Regions from separate parts of the Sus scrofa genome. Here all the other regions are linked to region 2. A link is a contact called in public HiChIP or PLAC-seq data. All regions are on one chromosome and are shown on one strand. The core of a region is the stretch at or near the end of the contact, and the rest is flanking DNA. Distances in the headings are between cores, read along the strand shown. Region 1 overlaps BCL2 (apoptosis regulator Bcl-2). Region 2 holds the start of VPS4B (vacuolar protein sorting-associated protein 4B). Region 3 holds the start of LOC100156248 (serpin B8).

Region 1 (4,171 bases), core at 1,098-3,597, 280 kb after region 2:
CACCGATGTAGGTGGGTGATCAGTTTATCTTGGAGGGCAAGGCAGAGGAGATAACTTTCAGGATGGAACCCGGCATCGGTGTGGACATTCTGAGCAAATCTGAACATTCATAGGCCAAGGAAAAAGACAGAAGGAGGATGAGGTTGACAATATAGTTGTGAGCAGGGATAATTGATGGAGGATGAGTGGAACAAGTGTGCGGTGGAAAGGAGCGGGGAGGACAGACAGAGATGTGAGTTGATGGGGGCACCCAGGTAGGAAGCTGCAGTAATTCCCGCCCAACAGCCCGATTTGCTCAAAGAAAGAGGTGACTGCTAAACAGTGCAGGTAACACATGAGAAAAGAGTTGCTGTTTGGAATCGTCATGGAAAGAAACAGAGGCGAGATCCCGGGCAAGGGAGTGCTGAGTGCCGAGTGCTTTCTAGAACTCTCTGAGTGTGGAGCCCATAAATTGAGAGACGGCCCAGTCAACATGGTTGGGCAATCTTTGTCAGCAACACCTGGAGGCCAGAGGTGGCGGGGGGTGGGGGGAGAAATGGATCAAGGTCAGGGCACAGAGGAAGATTGGGATGGGAGGAAGCCAGTTGCAGGCAAGGAGGAGGAGGGGCCTAGGGAGATAAAACCAAGTACTGGCTGGTATTCTAACCCCACCAGCCCGAGAGGCTGGAGACGACAGCCCAGCCCCATCCCTCTCCAGCTCCTCTAGGCTTATTAGTGTGTGCCGTGAGTAATTTACCTGTCTACATTTCATTTCTCCCATCTATGTAAAAAGGCAATACTTTATTTTTTTGCTTTTTTATGGCCTCGGGTGTAGCATATGGAAGTTTCCAGGCTAGGGGTCAAATTGGAGCTACAGCAATGCCAGAACCGAGCTGCATCTGAGACCTACGCCGTGGCTTGTGGGGACACCAGATCCTTAACCCACTGAGCAAGGCCAGGGATCGAATCCGCTTCCTCATGGATATAGTCAGGATTCATTTACACTAAGCAATAGCGGGAACTCCTGAAAAGAGGGTGCTATCTTTACTATATGGTGCAGGCAATCTGAACTTCCGTGGAAGTAACATCCAGCTCAGTTTTGCGTTACTATGGTTTGCCTTTTTTGTTTTTATAAGGTTGTCACGAGGGAGGTGATCCCCATGGATCACTGATCTCTGTGTGCACCCCCGAGGCGGGACAGAGCCCTCACCAGTCCTGACACGAGCAGGGGCTGCTGTGCCTCCCAAATATATAGATTGGGATTTGGTCCGAGTCACGTGATGATGTCCCAGGTTTTCTTTTTCCCCCTTTGTTGCTTTTAATACATAAAATGAGCATGTGTTTATTTAAAACAGCTTTCAAACTTAAACAAATAATGACAGACTGTTCAAACAGACTTCGGAAATCACCCTAATCAGGATGTTTGGAAAAGCGAGAAGACTCTCCATGAAAGTAGCTTTTAGGATCTTCATGCCTGAAACCACAGGGTCTGTTTTACACTTTAGAATCATAGATGGCAAACTGTAAAGGACAGATTCGATCTCAGGGCACACCTCGGCCCTACAACGTGACTTAATAATTTATGAGGAAGTAGAGTTGAGCGTGTGTTATTGCTTCCAATCTTCCATCAAAGCACATCATGTATACATTTTAATTCACAATTTCTATAGAAATCACCAAGGGAAGGAAGGCGGGGGGTGGGGGTGGGGGGGAGGAAGAGAACACGGAAGGAAGGAAGGAAGAGACACCTTAGAGGGAGCTACTAAAGTGCTTCTGGAACTAGCAGGTTCTGTAGACCATCTGGAGGGAAGGGTGGTTTAAGGAGGGATGTAGCAGGTTTGCAAGAGGACAGAACAGAGAGTGAGTTAATGCCTCCAATAGTTCACACTCCGGGCCACATTTACAAATGGCTTTGAGTCACCTACGTTTATCTTCACAACAACCAATTTTCTGGGTGAAATAAATGAGGCTCAAGGAGGGGTAATTTGTTCAAGGTCATAAGCAATAAAATGTCAAAGCTGGGATTTCACACAGACCACCTCCCCCCAAGTTCAGAACTAGTCCCCAGACTCTTGGGGGCTGTGTCAGCGTCTCTGTGCTCATTCTTTGGATTAAGAGATGCCACTTTAGCTCATCCCACTTTAGAGGTGAGTTTTTCCTTCCAGTGCACATCAGAAGTGGGCCATTAGGTCCATTAGAAACACAGTTATTTACATGAGGGGCCAGAGCTTGGGAGAGGGAATTAGTCCAGCCCAGAGAGGGGGAGGTATTTGGAGGGGTGTTTCTTCCCACTGGTACGTGCATCAGGCAGAGCAGCCTGAGATTGCCCTTTCTTCCTGCACTTTTCCAGGGTGGCTCTTAGGCCAGAAAGGGCAGAAGGCCAAGGCCTTAGTCTGTTTCCTATTCTGCCTCAGAAAACTCCATTAATAACCAAGGGGATACAGGATCCAACCACTGACCCTCTCAATGTCAAGCCAAACTGCATAAGGCCCAGGGCCAGCACTCCTAGGAATTTGGGCCTCCTTTGGCTGGGCTATTAGGGGTTCCAGCCCGCCCATCCCTCAGAGAGAACAGCATGGAGGGGAAGGGATGTTAGATGATTGCTGTATGTCCGTGTGATCCTGGGATGCACTTTGTAAGAGGCAGTTTCTCTAAGTAGATCCTGATCCTTTCTGCCCCATTTATTCCACTTTTACAGAGAGAAGGTAGGTGTCTTGACAAACAATCATGATTATTAGTTCTGCTTTAAGGGCATTAAGCCCATACTTCATTTATGTCTATTGCCTTGCTTTGCACTAAGGCTCAAACTTGGAAAATTTAAGCAGGTTAAGAAAGAAAGCCCTTGCGCCCTCTCCTGGTAAAGTTAACCCAGTACATCTGAAGGTAGAGCTCCTGCACTTGTTGGGGAGGGAGCAGTTACTTGTCCAGGCTAACTTATCTTGTGCTGATTTAAGGAAAACTGTTGGCACACTAGATTGACCATTGGGTCTTCTATGGGCTGTGATCACAGAGTTTCTTCTAAACCTTTGTTCACAGGGTTTCTCAGCCTCAGCACTATTGACATGTTGGGCTAGATAATTCTTTGTGGTGAGGGCAGTCCTGTGCATTGTCGGTCACTGGACAGCATCCCTGGCCTCGACCCATTAGATGCCAGTAACATCCTTACTCCAGTCTGTGACTACCAACAATGTTTGCAGGGATTGTCAAAGGTCCCCTGCGGGGGTGGGGTGCAAGACCATCTCCAGTGAGAACTGTTGACCCAAACCCTTGCCTGTCTTTTCAAAAAGGTGCCATGGTCACAGGGAGAAAGCAAGGATGGCTCAGCACAAACCGTTTGTGACTATGGGAAGCAATTTTGATGACTGGTCTTCTGAGTTCACCTCTGGAAATTTGTCTCAAAAAAAAAAATCCAAACAAGTAGACAATAATTTACATACAAACATGTATCATAATGTTGTTTATGATGGATGGCAAAAATTTTAAACAATCCAAATAAAGAATTGGTTGAATAAAGAACAACCCAGATATATGATATATCGATGGAATATTATGCAGTCAGGAAAAATAATTGTGTACATATATATTTAACAATGTGGAAAGTTCCCTTAATGATACCTTAAACTCTTACCTTTGAGACTACTGCAAGATTCTCAGAAGTTGTGGTATGTAGAAGGGATGATTTCAAGCAGGCAGAGTAAGCATCTGGGTGAAGTATTAGGCCCAACACAAAATTCAAACCAATGATTGGCTTCAGAAAACTTTACTTGTTAATTGAGTAAACATTTATTAAGCACCTACATACCAAGACCATGCATACCACTAGGAAGCAAAGATGACACCTTGTCCCTCTACTGCAGTACTTGCCCCAAACAGACAAAACACGGTGAACACCATCAGGCCATCCTCCACACAGTGATGCGGGAAGGCTCTGTATTTACTGTCTCCCATACTGAAATCTGTACTCTAATTCCAGGTTTTGGGGGTAACTGGGACTACATCTCATTTTCTTCTTCATGCCTGATTATTCACACCAAGTTAAAAATATTGCCTTTACTGTTTTATAGATTCAGAAATATTTAGAGCATTGTCCAATGACATGGGTCCAGACATGGAACCTACCCCAGCAACTCTGAGAAATGGGCATTCAATGATCTCAGCTTTTTTTTTTTTTTTTCCTCAGAACAAAGAAAAT
Region 2 (4,752 bases), core at 1,423-3,922:
TTTAAAATAATATTTACAAGAGTTGCAAAGACATAAAGAATTCTTGTATACTCTTTTTTTCTTGTTTGGCTGCCCCACCACAAATGGAGTTCCTCTGCCAGGGAGCAGATTTGAGCTGCAATTGTGACCTATGCTGCAGCTGTAGCAATGCCAGATCCTTAACCTGCTGTGCCAGCTGGGGATCGAACCAGTGTCCCAGCACTCTGAAGATGCTGCCGATCCTGTTGGGCCACAGGGAGAATGTCAAGAATTCCTATATACTTCCCACTGAACATCCCCTACTGCCAAAATCTTAAATAACCATGGCATATTTATCAAAACTAAGAAATCGGCATCAGTATAATACTATTAGCTAAAATACAGACTTTATTCAGATTTCATCAATTTTCCACTCTTTTTCTGTTCCCGGATGCTGTCCAAGATCCCATATTGCATTTAGTTGTCAGCCTCTTGAGTATCTTGCAGTTGGTGATAAGATTTTCAGTCTTTTCTTGTTTTTCATGAGTTTGAAATTTTTTGGTTTGAGGGTTTTGTTTTGTTTTGTTTTTTGGCTGCACCTGGAGTAGGTGTAAGTTCCCGGGCCAGGGACTGAACCTGTGCCACAACAGTGACCTCAGCCACTGCAGTGACAATGCTGGATCCTTTACATGATGAGCCGCACAGGAACTCTTTGACATTTTTTAAAAATTCTGGTTAGGCATTTTGTAGAAGTTTTATTTATTTATTTATTTTTTAAAAAAACACTCAATTTGTGTTTTTATGGCATTTTCTCATGATGAAATGTAGGTTAAGAACTTTCTAAAATACCACAGATGATACTCTTCTCATTGCATATTTGAGGGCAGGGTACATGATATCAACATGATTTATTTCTGTATTGGTGATAAAAGAGGAATGTTTGATTATTTGGTTCATATCCAGCATCTAAAGTACCCTGGCATATGGTATTACTCAATAAATAACTCAATGAATTCTCTTTTCATCATTACATGTCTATTTCTCCCACTAAATTGTAAACTCCTAAATGGCAAGGACCATATCTTATTCATCTTCAAAGTTTCCTAATACCTAGTGGACTTTTGTTTAGTGGGTGTTCAGTAAAACTTTAGAGATTGAATTGAAAGGTAAATTGGAGTCTGGTTGTACCTTCAGGCAAAAGCAAGTCTAAAAGTCACTAAGGAACCAGAGAGTTATTTTAAGCAGCTCAGTTTAATAGTTTAACTTTCATTTAGTGTCTACAATGTGCTCACATTCTAAGGGCTGGAGTCCTTACATTATTTTACCAGTAACTGAAAGGGGACAGAGGAGTGAGAAGAAGCATTGGTAGATGCAGGCAGAGGGCTTTATCTTTGAACCTGGATGACAGAGATTTGGTGATATCCTTCTGAGAAGGCAAGACAGAGAAGGAAGTATGAGGTATAATTAATTTGGCTTTCAATGTGTTGAATTTGTCTTGTGGGGAAACTATACAGTTTTTGGAGATCTCTGGGAGTGAACTGTTAAATACTGGGCAGAACACACCCTGGCCTGGAGATTGACATTGGAAGCCATTTCTATCCTGTTGTTATCTGGAGCCCAGGAAACGGTAAGAGGAGCAGAGATTGAGTAGTATGAAAGAGGATGCCGCACTCTTGAGGAAATTCTACCCTTAGGAATTAAGAATGGTAGAAAGTGAAGAGGATAGAGAAAGGACACTAGGACACTATGCAGAAGAGATTTCAATAACCGGGTAGTGACAATACCAATAAAAAGCAGGAGGGGGGTTCCCTGGTGGCCTAGCAGTGAGGATTCAGCCTAGTCACTGCTGCAGCTCAGGTTCCTGCCACCAGGGAGGTCAAAAAAGGGGGTGGGGGAGGGAAGTACTTCATTTAGGAGACGCCAGGTGATTAGAAAGGATTAGGAAGCTAAACTAAGAAAGGATGAAGAAAAACAGGACTGTGGCTGCAAACAACAGAAAAAAGGGTCTTTAGTTCTGCCAATAATCCCCGACTTCTGTGATCACATATAAAGCACTTAACCTCTCAGGCCATTAACTTTCCTTGTAACAATAACTGGAATAAGTAATATCTGATAAGAGTTGGGTGCAGCAGCCTGCATCCCCATTGGACTACCATAATGCCTTTGAAGACAGCAGCCATACATAACTTTTACTAAAGTTCTCCGGGCCTCCTAGAGCCTTGACAATGACCGTTGGGGAAATGTTCGTTGGATAAACTGTAAAGCGTGAGCAGTAACAAGTTCCAACGCATACTCAGACCTTCCCGCTCGCTTATCCCTGTGCAATGCGCCTAACCATGCAGCGCCAGCATTCTTCACAACCCGGAGTTAGGCACTGTAATTCCCCCCATTTTACATAAGAGTAAGTGTTAAGGGGCCCAAAGTCCCCAACCAAGACTGGATCACTTTTTTCATACAGCATCCACAGCCCGACAGAGCGCGCTCCATGACCTGGAGTGAAAGGAGCCAGAGCTAATAACAGCATTAGACATCAGGAAAAGGAAGAACACCGAAGGATTCTCAGCCCCCAGAGAGCCCCTCAGCCCCAGGCCGGAGTCTCAGTGCGTCTGCGCGCTGGCTGACTTCCGCCAGGCCTCGGGTAGGCTTCAGGGACCTCTCTCCCGGTCTCGCGAGGCCTGGGACTGAGGCAAGACCCGGATGGCTCGGGACAGGGTGGTGCGCATGTTGATGACGAAAGCGGAAGTTCTAAGGCCGGAGGTGGGAGTTCAGGATTGCGGAAGTTTTGTAAGGAGGGTCGGGCGGCTTTGAGATCGCGGTGCTGTTTTCAAATAAGTTGCGGAAAGGAGGCCGCTGTTGGGGGTTTGAGAGCAGCCAGCCTACGCACGTTTAGGGGTAACTCCGGGCCTGACTCGGCGTTGCTGCTGTTGTCTTCTGCCTCCCTTCCTCTTCGGGGAATCGCCTTTCCGCCATGGCATCCACCTCGCCCAACCTCCAGGTATCACTTTTCTCCCTCCCCCTGGAGAGCCAAAGCCGAGGGGGGCGCGGGGCGTAGGGTGTGGGGTGAAGTTAGGGGGCAAGGAGGAGAGAGGAAGCGGCCGCGCCCCTCTGGCCTGACGGAGGAGGGCTGTGCCGGCGTCGGGCGGCAGGTGGGCAGGTCAGGCCCTTTCTGCCAGCTTCCGGGGTCTCCCAAGCCCAGTGATTTTGTGGGAGTCTTGATTTTCATTAAGTTTTTTTTTTTGTTTGGGGGGGGGGCGAAGTGGCTTTTTTTTTTTCCTTTGAAAGCCAGCCGAGTTTAAACTGAACTGGGCACAGATTTGAACGAGAGGCGCAGAAGCTCCAATCAGTGTAAGGGAGAAAGGAAAGATTGTAATGTATCCAAAGCACCGACTGCTCTGGATTAGTTGAAAGTAGGGTGGTCCGACTTCTCTCCTAGTTTCTCAAGTTTGTATAGGAAAACCTTTCTTTTCGAGAGCTGTCAGGTGAATAGAAACGTGCAAACAGGCTCGAATTTAGAGGAATCGGTGAATTCATTGAGTTCCGCATTCATGTGCACTCACAGCTCCCAAAATGTAGTATATAAGATCAGAGAATATTCTTAAACTCTTTTGTGACTTCACCTTCCCATCCCTACCATAGTGAGCTCCGTGTTTGGTAAATAAATCCTGTAATTTTAAGATTTTAGACTTGTTAGATCTCTGTGGAATGGGGTTCACTGAGATGAGAATTTTGTTGTTGTCGTTGTTGCTTTTTAGGGCCGCACGCGCGACATATAGACGTTCCCAGGCTAGGGGTGGAATCGGAGCTACAGCTGCGCGCCTATGCCACAGCAACACCGGATCCAAGCCGTGTTTGCGACCTACACCACAGCTCACCACAGCGCCGGATGCCCTACCCACTGAGCGAGGCAGGCATCGAACCCTGATTTTTGTGGATACTAGCTGGATTCGTTTCCGCTGAGCCAGCAGGAGAACTCCCAGATGAGAAATTTTTGAGACAGTCACCAAAAAGAGGGTTGGGGTGCTTGTTTGGGACTTTTATCTTGAAAATCGACCAAAAATATTATAAAAATGTTTTATGTCTTTTGAAGTGCCCATCTTGCCTTTATCCTTACTGGTTTGTGAACAGTTAACTGCATAGTTTCATTCCATCATCTTTTTAAAAAAAAAAAAAAACTTTTTCTTTTGAAGTATAGTTTATTTACAATGTCATATTAGTTTCAGGTGTTCGGCATAGTAATTCAGTATTTTTACAGATTACACTCCATTAAAAGTTATTATAAGATAATGGCTGTAATTTCCTGTGCTATATACAATATATCCTTGTTGCTCATCTATTTTATACATAATCCACCATCTTTTCATTTGTCAAGACTGCGTGTGATTTGGGCATTCTGCAATGCAATTTTCATCTCTTTACTCATTTTTTTTTTTTGCTAGATTTGCAGTTTCGTTCTATAATCAGTTGTATCATATTTGAATTGGACTGTAGATGTTCTTCAGCGAATCAGCTCAAGATAGACCCATGTTAAAGGCATAGTTGCTAGTGTTAAACAGGGAGCTATAATGAGTTATAATTTTATCAGTTGTTGGGTCACAAGTGGGCTTTCTCATTCAACCTTTTCAGCCTTCTAATGTAGGAAATTTGGATGAAGAATATTCAGATAATAACTTTCTCACCGACCAAGGCTTGTGTAACTCTTCAGGGATAAGTGAGAAATGTTCCACAGAGGAGGTGATGTGAGCTTAAAGTGAAAGGTACTGACACTAATTGTCTGCCCAGTGTTTGATGTGATCT
Region 3 (4,672 bases), core at 539-3,038, 400 kb before region 2:
AACCTGTAATCCTCTTGTACACTTTAAATCATCTCTAGATGTTTTATAATCCCTGATACAATGTAAATGCTGTGTAAATAGTAGTGAAAGGAAATAGATTCAAATTTTGTTTTTTGGAACTTTCTAGAATTTTTTTCAAATATTTTAAATCTGCCACTGGTTGACTTTGCAGATGCAGAACCACTGATAGAGGGGAGGGCCAACTATATGCAGCATCATTCTCCTGGTGGCTTTGAATGCCTTCCTCCACTCCTGTTCCACTCCCCAACCCCGGACACACACCCAGAATGAATTTGTTCAGAGTGGGCCATGAATCACAGGAGGTTTATTTGAGCAGCTAGCTTGGAATGAGGAAGGTGCTACCTTCCATTTGAGATAAGTGGAACATACCTTTCCCAGGGATCTCATAAACAAGACAGCCAAGGGATGTTGGTAACCATAAGTAGGAGACTTAAAATGAGTGGAGGTTCTAGATGGAGAGATTGGGAGCCATCAGCACCCTGATTCCAGGAGCTTCTAAGTGAATGGATGAAATTACTTAGAATGTACAAATTGGTGGAATAAGGGGGAAAAAATCCACCCTGTTCTAGGGAATTTTTACAGGTAGAGAGAGGAAAACGACAAGGGATTGAGACCAACAATCAGGGATGTTCTTAGGGAAGCAGGGGCAGGAAGTGGCCAGAGCTGGAGGAGGAGGACAGGAGGGTAGCACCCAGGCTGGACCCAGGAGGAGGCCATTTGGGCTAGAAAATCCTGGACAGAGAGAAGTAGGAGCCAGAGGGCTGATAAGTACCTGGAAAGTGTGGAATTGATTCAGTTAACTACTGTGCCTGCGGAGGAGGAGACAAATCAGAATATGGGTTTGGGGTTTGTTTTGTTATTTGTTTTTTCCAGCTTGAGCGGAAGCAGGCAATAAAGAACAGATGAAAGATGTGAAAAAAAGAAAAAAGAAATGCAATAAATATGTAAAGAAAAAGAGAGGGAAGGGAGGGAGGGACAGAGAGAAGGAGGAAAGAGCAGAGGAGAGAGGAGAGGTACACCCAATAAGCTGGATCGCAGAGGGAACTCGCAGAGGTGCTGGAAGTGACGTTGACCCAGCACATCCCGGAACTTGCCCAAGGCTCCATAGAAACTCTGGGCTAGACGGCTGCACCCTGCGCTGCCCCCCTCACTCTCCCAAAAGTTTCCACAGCCCAGGCTTGGATTACAGGCCGCGCCTTCACTTCCAGCAAATCAGTCGCAGCACGGTGGCGTCAACAGGCCCTGTGTCACTCCCACTCCGGGGTCCACCCTCTGACCCAGGGCGGGTCTGCGCACCAAGCTCCTGCACTGGGTCCTCGGAGCCTGGGCCTCGGAGACTAACCTTAGAGCCCCAGACAAAGCGGGCCAGGGGGAAAGAGTGCCGGGGGGTAGAGGAGAGGGGTCCGAGGCGATCCCAGCTCCGCAGCCCTCCTTCCTGGATAACCGCCGCCGTCGTGTTCCTCTAGTCCTCTCTACGCCCATTTCCCCGCCGCCCCGCTCCCACTGTCTGTCTCTGGCCTTCCTCCCTCCCTTCTCCCCAGGCTCGGCTGGAGCTCTAAGCTAGAGGCGGTCGCTTTGGGAATCCGAGGGTTCGAGAGCCCTCCCAGCCCGGGTACCTGGGAGATTACTGCTGCTGCGGCGGCGGCGGCGGCGGCGGCTGCGGCTGCTATTCCAGTTTAGTGCATGCTTCGCCTCCGCTTTGATTTCGGGCAAGGCTTCCGGCGGTGACTCAGAACACCAGTGGGAGACTGCAGCAGGCAGTGCAATCTCTGATTCCTTCATCCCCAGGCCAGACCCTGGGTGGAGGCTGTGCCTCGCCGGCATCCTCTGGCCTAGGCCTGAGAGCCGAAGGCTTGGCGGAGGAGACAATTGCCTGGTCCTCAGAGGGTGTCTGGGGAAGGCTTTACCCCCTCGGAGACTGGTTTGTTTTCCTGGGTTAGCATGTTCGGTCTCCGTGTTTAACGCATGTATGGTAGAGTGTTTTCAAAACTGAGACTCCACTTTGAAAATTAACTAAAAGCAAAACCAGAATTCCTAAAGCTAGTCGTTTCCAAACTATTTTGGTAGGACATCCTTCAAAACAATTTTCGAGCAGGCGTTACCGATATCAAACACGAATTTATAGGTGCGTGTTTTAATCTTAGAGTAAAGCTTTGAAACACCTAATTTGAAGACCCATTGTGTGCGTCTGTGTGTGTGTGTGTGTGTGTGTGTGGTTTTTTAATCAGTTTATTTTTTGTTTATTTTTTATTTTTTAAATGATTTTTATTTTTTCCATCATAGCTGGTTTACAATGTTGTGTCAAATTTCTGCTCTATAGCAAGGTGACCCAGTCACATATGTGTGCGTGCGTGTGTGTGTGTGTGTATGTGTGTGTATACATTTCTTTTTCTCACGTTATCATGCTCCATCATAAGTGACTAGTTATAGTTCCCCGTGCTATACAGCAGGATCTCATTGCTTATCCAGTCCAAAGGCAATAGTTTCCATCTATTAACCCCAAATTCCCAGTCTATCCTCCCTCCCCCTCCCCCTTGGCAACCACAAGTCTGTTCTCCAAGTCCATGTGTTTCTGTTCTGTGGAAAGGTCCATTTGTACCGTACATTAGATTCCAGATATAAGTGATATCATATGGTATTTGTCTTTCTCTTTCTGACTTACTTCACTCAGGATGAGAGTCTCTAGGTCCATCCATGTTGCTGAAAATGGCATTATTTTGTTCTTTCTTATGGCTGAGTAGCATTCCATTATGTATACATACCACATCTTCCTAATCCAATCATCTATCAATGGACCTATGGGTTGATTCCATGTCTTGGCTATTGTGAATAGAGCTGCAATGAGCATGTGGGTGCATGTGTCTTTTTTTAAGGAGAGTTTTGTCTGGATATATGCCAAAGAGTGGGATTGCTGGGTCATATGGTAGTTCTATGTATTGTTTTCTAAGGTACCTCCACACTGTTCTCCGTAGTGGTTGTACCAGCTTACATTCCCACCAACAGTGCAGGAGGGTTCCCTTTTCTCCACACCCCTTCTAGCTTTGTAATTTGTGGACTTTTTAATTATGGCTATTCTGACTGATGTGAGGTGGTATCTTATGGTAGTTTTGATTTGCATTTCTCTAATAATCAGTGATGTTGAGCATTGTTTCAAGTGCTTGTTGGCCACCTGTATATCTTCCTTAGAGAAATGTCTATTCAGGTCTTTTGCCTATTTTTCAATTGCGTTGTTGGCTTTTTTCATTTGAGTTGTATAAGTTGTTTGCATATTTTAGAGTTAGGCATAACTTGAAACTGTTTTCTTCATTCTGTAAGTTGTCTTTGTGTGCATAATGGCCACACCTGGGGCTATGGAATTTATCCAGCCAGGGACTGAACTTCCACTTCTGCAGGGACCATGCCACAGTGGGAACTCCATAGTTTTAAGTTCAGTTTATTTCTTAACTTGGATTGATAGCTCTTATGAGAAAAAGCTTCTTAAGAAATGAGTTGATTTCAGATGGAATAAAGGCACCATTAATTTTCTAACTTTGACATTTGATTTTCCTCTTACATGCTAATTATGCAAAGATTTCTGGTTGAAATCTAACTAGTAGAAATCTCTATGTTCTTGAAAAATATTTGTTCTTGCAAACCAAATTTTTAAATATTTGTAACAATATGAAGCCCACCAAATCTTTTCTTTTTGTAAGATTCTAATGAAGCCTAGAAAATTGTATTTCCAGCTTAAGTGCCTGAAAATGAAAGTTTTGATATCTTTTTAGCAGTAATAGAAAATATCCAAGTAGACGTTCTCAAATTGATCACTCTACACTCTTTCAAAAGCAGTTGATTTTTCATTCATAGATAAGATGTACCTTTACCTAAAAGCAATCACTTGTGGTTTTTTTTGAAGAATACTTGCTAGATTGTCTACTACTAATAGCCACTTATGATCAGAGAAAAGGTCAGCACATTTGGAGCACTAGACTTTTTTTTTTTTTTTAAAAAGTAAGTAATTAACCTCTTTTTAAAAGTATTTTCCTATGAAATAATAAGCAGGCCTTGTTTTTCAAAAGATATCAATGGTTATCATGACAACTGCTTATTACAAAATATTATTACAATTGCTTATTACACTGCTTATTACAAAATATTATAAAAGTTCTACTTTATAATATCCTAGGCTGTTGATTTTAATCACAGAAATACCATCTGGTAGCATGACTCCTTTTCAATACCTTGCCAAAAGCAGACACGTGAAGATGCAACTCTTCAGCCCCTGCCTAATGTAACATTGGGTCTAGTGCTAGTGCAGAGTTTCAAAGAGCCAAGTTGAAGTGCAAATCCAAGGAAATATCCCTGACCCAAAAGTCTGTCCTGTTCTGCTTCCTGAGAGGAACTGGGAAAGTTAATTAGAAATCAGAGATAGATGCAGACCCTCCCATTTAGAGCATCACAGAACAATTTTGATGAATATACTTGACATGTCAGGTTTACATTGGATCCCTACTTTTCAGAGGGTTCTTACTCTGGAAGAGCTTAAAAGAACCTCAGCTCTGACATATCCTTAAGTGAACATGAATGGGATAAAGAACATACAGGGATTAGCTTTCCTGATCTCCAGCAGATAGTGGCAAAGGGAAGGTCTTTTCTTTCCTCTTTACTCCCA

The links. HiChIP or PLAC-seq counts read pairs in DNA pulled down with a chosen protein or histone mark.
Region 1: a contact with region 2 is called in an H3K27ac HiChIP or PLAC-seq map of skeletal muscle. The contact joins the enhancer-like site here to the promoter of VPS4B in region 2. A contact is called at or near these places in 2 of 5 promoter capture datasets (fetal liver and liver), 5 of 47 Hi-C or Micro-C datasets (alveolar macrophages, embryonic fibroblasts, liver and 2 more) and 1 of 2 datasets of contacts at active chromatin or transcription factors (skeletal muscle).
Region 3: a contact with region 2 is called in an H3K27ac HiChIP or PLAC-seq map of skeletal muscle, with 4 times the contacts expected there. The contact joins the promoter of LOC100156248 here to the promoter of VPS4B in region 2. A contact is called at or near these places in 1 of 5 promoter capture datasets (fetal skeletal muscle), 5 of 47 Hi-C or Micro-C datasets (heart right ventricle, liver, mesenteric adipose tissue and 2 more) and 2 of 2 datasets of contacts at active chromatin or transcription factors (alveolar macrophages and skeletal muscle).

The regions. Positions count from the first base shown.
Region 1 is chr1:158,509,419-158,513,589 of Sscrofa11.1, forward strand. All of the region lies in intron 1 of BCL2 (apoptosis regulator Bcl-2), which reads left to right. Among named protein-coding and RNA genes, the nearest start is that of BCL2, 170 kb to the left of the region's middle. Within about 2 kb of position 2,348, at least 12 of the 83 cell types and tissues checked have an H3K27ac peak or open chromatin away from gene starts, as enhancers often do. A contact at or near this core is called in skeletal muscle, where this site is marked.
Region 2 is chr1:158,230,367-158,235,118 of Sscrofa11.1, forward strand. VPS4B (vacuolar protein sorting-associated protein 4B) reads left to right here and starts at 2,673. Exons shown (of 11, transcript XM_003121699.5): 1 at 2,673-2,953. The coding sequence starts at 2,927.
Region 3 is chr1:157,835,134-157,839,805 of Sscrofa11.1, forward strand. LOC100156248 (serpin B8) reads right to left here and starts at 1,789. Exons shown (of 7, transcript XM_003353447.4): 1 at 1,638-1,789.